Regions from separate parts of the Gossypium arboreum genome. Here region 2 is linked to region 1. A link is a contact called in public Hi-C data. All regions are on one chromosome and are shown on one strand. Each heading gives the region's core, a stretch centred on a gene start, on an enhancer-like site or on the middle of the called end of the contact. The rest is flanking DNA. Distances are from core to core; before and after follow the strand shown.

Evidence for each region. A called contact is a pair of places that touch in the nucleus more often than the background predicts.
Region 2: a contact with region 1 is called in a Hi-C map of leaf, with 2.5 times the contacts expected there. The contact joins the promoter of LOC108464496 here to the promoter of LOC108464503 in region 1. A contact is called at or near these places in 2 of 5 Hi-C or Micro-C datasets (both in leaf).

The regions. Positions count from the first base shown.
Region 1 is chr13:10,109,042-10,113,421 of ASM2569848v2, reverse strand. LOC108464503 (pyruvate kinase, cytosolic isozyme-like) reads left to right here and starts at 2,322. Exons shown (of 4, transcript XM_017764840.2): 1 at 2,322-2,417; 2 at 2,692-2,983; 3 at 4,241-4,380. The coding sequence starts at 2,726. It overlaps LOC108463424 (transcription elongation factor SPT4 homolog 1-like), which reads left to right. Exons shown (of 5, transcript XM_017763366.2): 5 at 1-196.
Region 2 is chr13:10,297,362-10,301,741 of ASM2569848v2, reverse strand. It overlaps LOC108464496, which reads right to left and starts at 2,528. Exons shown (of 1, transcript XM_017764829.2): 1 at 763-2,528. The coding sequence starts at 2,375. The coding sequence ends at 1,077.

The DNA of each region.
Region 1 (4,380 bases), core at 1,073-3,572:
GATGGAGGAGAATAGTAACACAGTGAATTGCACCAACTTGTGGGATTTTGACAAGTTGGTAAACATACTAGTCATCCACAAGAAAGATTTTGCATGGAATTTGGTTCTTGGTGTCAAAAAAGGCTTTTATAAATCTGGCTATTACTTTGTTGTCCACAATTGCAAATTAGAATATTTGAATTCAGTTTGTTTCATAGATTCATCTGCTTCATGTTTTTTTTTTTACGGGCTATGGAGACTAAATTTTTTGAGGTCCATAGTTGTCCCTCTCAATGATATTACTTTTAGAGTTTGTTCTCTCCTATAAAAATGTATCGTGCTTACATCAATTTAAAATTTTAAAACATTTTTAAAATGGAGTTTATCATATAGGAAAGCACAACTAATTTAAGTTGCCATAATTGAATTTTTTGGGGATTAAATTGTTTGAACATTGATTTTATAATTTTAAATATTCTAAGTACCAAAATTTTCTAAGTATATTTTAAAACTACTACTGTCTAGCTTTCAAAATATACTCTTTTTTTTAAAAAATTATCTATTATAAATTTAAATTAATTAGAAGTCAAAGTTTGAAATTTGACTTATATTATTTTAAAACTACCACATTCTAAGTTTTTAAATATTTTTATTTATTGTAAAATTAAAAATATTAACCACTAAAAGTCAAAATAAACTATCCTATGTACCAAATATCTACCTGTTGATATATATATTTATAAGTTTTCTTGCAAGAAATATATTTAAATGTTGTATTTTTAGTTTTATATGAGGAATAATTTTATGAAAAACACAATCACAATAAAATCAAAATATATCTAAAAGAATTTAATATAAAATACTAAATTCACACGTGACTTAAATATGAGGCTGCGGACATTGTTGTCCTTCCGAATTTCAACACGTGTTTATTTAGGCTTTTATAATATAAAAATATTCTGTTTTTATAAGTTGGAATTTTTTTAAAATTTCAAAAATATATTTAAGTGTTAATCTTATTACAATTATTTTATTAAATTTATTGGTGTAATATTTTGAAATATATTTTTATTTGATAAAAAATAACAAAATTAATAATAATTGTAATGCATCTAAATATAACAGAAAAATTTTAATGATGTTAATAATTGAACTTATATTTTTAATCTGTAAAATAAATGAATTAAATTTTAAAGATGCAAAATTACATAAAATTAAAATATATTTTAATGTAAAAAGATGTTAAGTCATGATTTATCTCTTAGACTACATTATTTGTTATTTTGATATTTAATTTTTTATCATATTAAATTATCATTTTCATTCGAATATACTTAAAATAGAAAAAATAACAATAAAATGTGACATGTTTTACATATTTATTAAATGCCAATAATTTGAAAGTAAAACGATATGTAAGGGAAAAAAAATAAGAGAAGGGATAAATTGTTTGTTTAGCCTTAAAAAAGTTGAAATGAGTAGAGATTATTTGAGAGCAAAACTGGGATAAATTACTAAGATTATTGTAGTTGGAAATATGGGAAAAAGTAAAAATAAAAACAAAAACAAAGAAAAAAGCTAAAAGCGAAGTAAATCTTTGGGGGAGGAATGAATAATACAAGAGTGTAGTTTGAGCCTTTGCCCACACAAGAGGGACAAAAAGGAACCAAAAGGAAAACCCATCCACCGCATGTACGCACGCCTATCTACCCATCCCTCACCTTCCAATAAAACATTTTCTTTTTTGCTTTTATTATCTAAATGTAAAAGTTTGATAATTAAGATTATTCCAAGACATCACTTCAAATTTTTAAATGATTATATGGCAACACATCATTAATTTATATTTAAATATTGAAATAAATTTAATTAAAAAATATATTGATTAAAATATCTAAATTTGCAAGTTAAAATATTCACCACTCTAATTATAATTAGATTCTGAGTCTTGTTGTTTTAATTCAAATACCAATAATTCTACATCCAAAGATTTACAAAATCTCCAATGGGCCACCTACCACCACGTGTCCCTTACATTAATTTTTTTCCTTTTATATTGGTTTTATTAGTAAGTCGGCCTGCAAACTATATCCAATTTTCAATATCCATCCTTAAAAGTTTTTATTTTAACTATTAATTTTATTTCATTTAATAAAAAAAGAATCTACTACATACTATGCCACATTTCACATTCTTATTGGATAATATTGTTTTTAAAACTAGGACAAAATTGATAACCTGAAAACCACTTAAAAATTGTAAGGACTAATATGTAAAATTATGGTATAATTGAAGGGTTAAATTAGAAATACAACCTTTTACTTTTCAGTTTCTAAACTCCTCCTGCAGTCCTCTCTCATACTACAAAAAGCCACCACACCACCCACCACTCTCCTCACTGTTCTGTTCTTCAAAACTACTCTTTTTTGGCTTATAAGGTATAGTATCTCATTTCTCAATTTAACTCGACATAAAGCATTTTTATTTTTATTTTTTTGTTTGCTTGTAATTTGTTCATATGGTTTTATACATATATATGTATATATATATATCTTAAAAAACCATCTCTGTATTTACCTCATTTGATCTCTCTCACCAATCCTACCTTAACCCCATTCTGTTTATCTCAATGTTCCTTTTCTCTGGGTTTTCTTACCCAATCTTTTTCATTGATGACTTTTAATATTTTTTAATTGATAATGGGTGCAGCAGAGCAGATTTTTATTTTGAGCAAATCAAAAAGGAAATGGCGAATATAGACATTGATGGGATCTTGAAGGAGCTGCCAAATGATGGCCGTATCGCCAAAACCAAAATCGTTTGCACTCTGGGTCCGGCATCGCGATCGGTACCCATGATCGAGAAGCTGCTGAGGGCCGGCATGAACGTTGCTCGCTTCAATTTCTCCCATGGCAGCCATGAATATCACCAGGAGACCTTGAACAATCTCAGGGCTGCCATGCAAAGTACCGGCATCCTCTGCGCCGTCATGCTTGACACCAAGGTTCCCCTTTACCCCATCATTATCTCATAGTTTTATTACTTTCTTTTTTATCATTATTTGTGTATTTGAACGGGGATTAAAGGGTAGATTAGAGATAATAAAGAAATCAATTTTTGGGCCCAGAAATTCTCTACTTTTAGTAACCAAGCATTGCTTATATGGATATTTGTTTGTTAAAGTCCAAATGAAAGATAATGTGTCATTAGATACAAGGCACACTCTATTTAGGGTGAGTTCAGATCAGTTCAATAGGATTTTTTGAACTATCCATCATAATCCAATTCCTTTTATTTGGTTTTTTGTTTTTTCATACTAATTTTAGATTTTGGGTTCCTTGGACTCTTTTTTTTTTTTATATTATTTGTTAGTTTTTAAAATCTGCTAAAATTAAATTTTTCAAGTAAATAAAAAATCAATAAATCTAATATAGTTTTTAACATAATTTTTATATAGAATTTTTAAGTTATTTTAATTATTTTAAACCTAGAATGTTTATTTTAGATCATAAAAATTAAAGTTAATTATAAATTAATAAAATATAAAATTTGGTTCGGATAATTATGGTTTTTTTAACTTTTATTTAAAAATAGTCTAAACACCTTGGTTCCAATCAGTTTTTGATTTTTTTCCTTAGCCTTAAACTCTAGTTGCTTGAAACCCTTGTATATATATACAAGTTTTTTATTAGTAAATATGCATGATTTTTATGGCTTATATCTGCTGAATACTCCATAAGTATAAAATTTGATATTTTCCCTTTCTTACTGGTAAAGGTATGGTTAATGAAAAAAAGTGAAATCTAAAAGGAAAAATAAAGGTATATTCAATGAAGAAAAGTGAAATCTAAAAGAAATTAAGGCGAACTTCAATAAGTCGGGCTTTTTTTTATGCCTATCACCTTGCAAAAATGGGCGTCTAGGCGCACACAGTGTGCGCGGGATCGAATGGCCTTGGCCCGAAATGATTTGAAGCTGTTTTGTTTTCTAGCTAAGATGCAGGCTCGCCTAGGTGCAACCTTGATTGACTGGGATACGATCTGACCTCCAAGGATCCTCTAAATACATGAAAAAACTTAGAAAAATCTAACTATAACAGTGTAAGGCACATACACTTGAGTTTGAGTTCAAGTCCGAGTCCGAGTAACATAGGTCATAAGAATGTCTGGGTTTTCTTTTCTCTTTGTTCTCAGCTCTTCTAACTTCTATATTTTCCTTCTTTGAGATGGTAGTTTGTGTTTGATTTGCTCTGTTGTGGCAGGGTCCCGAAATTCGAACCGGATTCTTAAAGGATGGGAAACCTGTTCACCTTAAGGAGGGCCAAGAAATTACAATCACAACTGATTATGTTATCAAGGGGGATGGGAATATGATCTCAATGAGCTACAAAAAGTTGGCTGT
Region 2 (4,380 bases), core at 1,279-3,778, 190 kb before region 1:
ATTAATTTCGGGTTTTGATTAATTTTAAGGTTTGAGCATGAGTTGAATTAAATTCGTTTATTAATTTTTATATTCAAATCTAAATTGAAATTTGATTAAATTCGTTAAGCTTGAGCTTATCCCGTATATTAGCTCTTTCTATATAGTAAGACAAAAAATAAAAAATAAAAATTTCATAGCATAAAAATATATTAAAGTAAAAAGTCAAACTTCACTCGAGCCATTCGATTTGAGTATTACGATTTGAAAAATACCATATCAAATTCATTTTCTACCCAAATAACTTGCTATTACTTATATTTTATTTACGCTAATAACTAATTACATTTACAAATTACTATCACTTGAAAAACAAATAAAAGAGAAATGGTTGTATTCTTAGAATTTGAAGAAGAGATTGTTAATTAATGTTTGGTTTTGGTCTCAAATTTTAGATTTGATTAAGATATAATTTATCGTTTTGCTTGGATATTTCATTAGTTAATTCAAATGCGTCACATGTTCAATTATTTTTATTAAAACTTTATTTATTTTAATACATTATTAAATGTTTAATGATTTAATTAAACAATTTTTTGTTTCTAAAAATCAAACTGGCGAAAACTGAAAGATATGAAGCTGCTTTTTTGGCCTTAATTATAATTTGTTTTCTTAAGCACCAAAGCTATATTATATAAGAAACTTTAATACAGAGGATGAAGGAGGTCAGAGGATTTAATTAAGGGATCAAAACACAAATTCCAAAAGTTCCCAACAAGCATATTGACAAATTAAATAAGTTTATAAGATACTTCCAATACATGCAGGGTTTGATTATCAGTATGATTTTGACAGGCCATAACTTGGAACATATATAGCAGAAAATGCATAGAACAAAGAGGAAATAAGCTAATGGAAGTGATATTACTTGTAACAAGGCCTAAATTGAAGATACCCCCAGAACTTTGTGACCAAACCCACATAAACTAATTACAACTTTCAATACATGCAGAGTTATAATTAGTATTATTTTTGGCAGGGGATCATATTCCGGAAAATGCATGGAACAAAGATGAAACAAGCTAATGGAACTGATATTACTTAACAAGGCCTAAATTGAGGACACCCCATGAAGTTTGTGGCCAAGATTGCTCTTTAGCTTTCATCAACAGAACCCTTCCCCAAGCAATCCATCCTTCCCAAGACATCCTTTTATCCCATGGACTGCTCCATTCGAGCATCAAAATCAACCCTTTTTCGGCCTCTTTTTCAGCTTCCTCAAACCTTCCTTTGGTCAAATAAACCTGAGCCAACACCACATGTGGTTCACCCACAAAAGGGTTCTTCTCAATGCTGCCTACTAACAATTCCTCAGCTCTCTCTTGCCCTCCTTTTGAATCATCACAAACAGCTTCCCAATACAAGTCCCTTGCCTCTATTTGCTCTTTTGCACCTAACACCTTACTGCAGTGCTCTAAAACTGGTGGCACAACAAGCTCAATGTCTTCATCTCTGTCAGTTTCAACCTCAATGCCACTTACCCTTTTCCTTTGTTCAACAAAAATCTCTTCCTCTCTCAGTATTAAACTATATATTGCCCCCATTCTCGATATTGAATTCAACCACAGCCCTGGTTTGCCATTCCCAGGCCATAAAGCAACGTTGTTGTTGCCCACGAATTCGAGCCTACCATCGAAGTTTTCAAACAGAACATCCTGGAATCCATAAAGCTGGTCACTGAAATCTGCCATGGTCATCATGAGGAAAATAGCCAACACCCTTCGAGACACCAACACGTCCTCGCCGGTCTTTATGTGCTTCACTGTAAGCCCATTTTCAGGCACCAGTCCGCGTATCTTATTCCTCCAAGCGTCGTCTTCATTAAAAACGCCCTTTTCTTTGGCGTTCTTCAACGAAACCTCGGAGGCCGCAAGGTGTTCGACGATTTCCGAATCCGTATACTTGAACAAAAGGTCATCGTGGATCAAAGGTTGCCTAGGGACGACGCAGAACAAATGGATTAAACGCTCTGCGGCGTCGCCGACGTGGCCTCGAACGACGTCGCGGCCGGTTGAAGGGTCGAATATGGCGAGGTTGACGTAAGAGTTGGAGTAAGCAGAGTGGAAAAGACCGCAAAGGCAAACGGAGTCTTGCGCCTTCCATATTTTGAGAATCCGATAAATATCGACCAGATGCTCTAAAAAGCTGCCGTGCTTGTGCCAACACTCGCCGGCACCAACGGAACGCAAGACGGCGACCAAATTAGGCAAGTTTTTGTCGACATGTTGAAGCTCGCCACGAAGGAAGGGACGTGAGGAGGCTAACAGGGCTTGAAGGACGTGGTGAGTGGTGGGATGAGATGGTGTCGGTGGGGTTGCCGATGAAGTTGATGGCATGGTGATAGAGTTTCTAATCTTTAGGAAACTGAGTCTAGAGATGAAATAGTGATATGGGGGAAGTGACGTGAAAGAGTTGAATTCTACTTTTTCTATGTTTTTGTTTGGATTAGTAGTTGCCAGAGATACCGCACCATCTTAAAAATGGCATCCGTTCAGGGAGAGAGTTTATGAAATTCGGATTAATTTAGTCTTTATATTTAAAAAAAAATATTAATATTAACTATTTAAAAATATCATTTAAATATTTTTAAAGCTTTTATGATTTTATAAATGAAATCTTTTATTTAGAATTGAAATGTAATTGACAAAAATTTATATAGTTAATGTTAACTCTAAGTCCTTATACTTTTAAATTTTAAAATTTTAATCTTGACGCAAATGATAATCCTTAGATTTTTAGTGACAAATATATGGAAATAAGAAGCTAACATAACATTACACTTATGATCATATGTTTACCATATCATGTTTTGGAAATAAAAGAACGTAACAAATTTAATAACTATCGATTTGTGAGAGCTAGAATTTTAAATTTTGAGAAGTACGGGGACTAAAAATGATCAAATAAAAGTACAAAGATTAAATCTACAATTTTCGTAAAGTACCAAGACTAATAGCATAATTTAACTTATTATTTAAATAGATTTAGAATATAGGCTTAATCCACAAATTGATATTTAAACTATGTCCTATTTCGCATATTGGTATCTAAACTTTTTTTTTGTCACAAGTGATAGCTAAACTTTTTTTTTATCAAATCGGTACCTTCATTAGTCAAACTGTTAGTCAAATCATTAAATCTAATTTTTTTTTAAAAAAGGCTTAACCTACTGATTAGTACCTAAATAAAACTCTTTTTCCCAAGTTGGTACTAAAACTTTTTTTTGTCACAATTGGTATTTAAGCTATACTTTCGTTACCCATTTTACATCAAAATGTTATTTTGAATTCTTTCATTTTCCTTTATTATTTTGTCCATATTTCTTCGTTATTCATTTGTTATATTTAGCAATTCAACAATATATGAAATTTGCCCACCCAATGTCGAAACGCTGACGATTAATTTGTTTTCAAACTTCACTGCCTATTTGTTCGACTTGTTAGATTCTTTCATTGATCAAAACTAGTGTTTTTAAAACCAGATTTGATCTTTTGTTGGATTGAGAATTGATCCGGAGATAAGGGTTGAATCGACTGACTTGCGAACAAATATAAATCAGTTGAACTAAGCTAAAAAAATAGTTGAACTGGTTGAACATATTCTCTATTTTTTAATTTTTTAAATTTGATGAATTTTATAATATTTTTAATAATATAAGGAAAATAATATATTTTTTCTTTTTGCTACATGATAATTTTTAATTGGTTATATTTTTAAAATAGATTTAACAGTTTACCTAAAGACAAATGTATCAACTTGGAGGGAATAGTTTAGGTATTACTCGTGATAAAAAAAATGTTTAGTTACCAAAATGAGAAAATGAAATAGTCTAGGTACCAATTTATGAGTTAAGCCTTTTTTTGAAAAAAATAGACTTAATAGTTTGATTAATTGTTTGACTAACAGATGTACCAACTTAAAAAAAAAGTAATTTAAATACCACTTATGACAGAAAAATTTTAAGCACCAAAATAGGAAAAATGTCAAAGTCTAGATATCAATTTATGGGTTAAACTTTTTTTTTAAATAGACTTAATGGGTTTAGTAACTATATGAATGATCGAAGTCTCAACTTGAAGAAAAATGATAGTTTAAGTGTCACTTTTGACTAAAAAACGGTATAGTTTAAGAATAAGTTAATTATCTTTCCAACATTTATTATTTGATTTGTTTTACTTTAATATGTAAACAGATTTGAATATCTATTATGTAATATGTTTTTAATTTATTTTTGGATAATGAATTCAGATATATGAATTATTTTTCTTTACTTTTAATTTTGTTAGAACTTGTAGACTTTTAACAAAATTGGATATTTGACTGATCCACTAATTCACATAG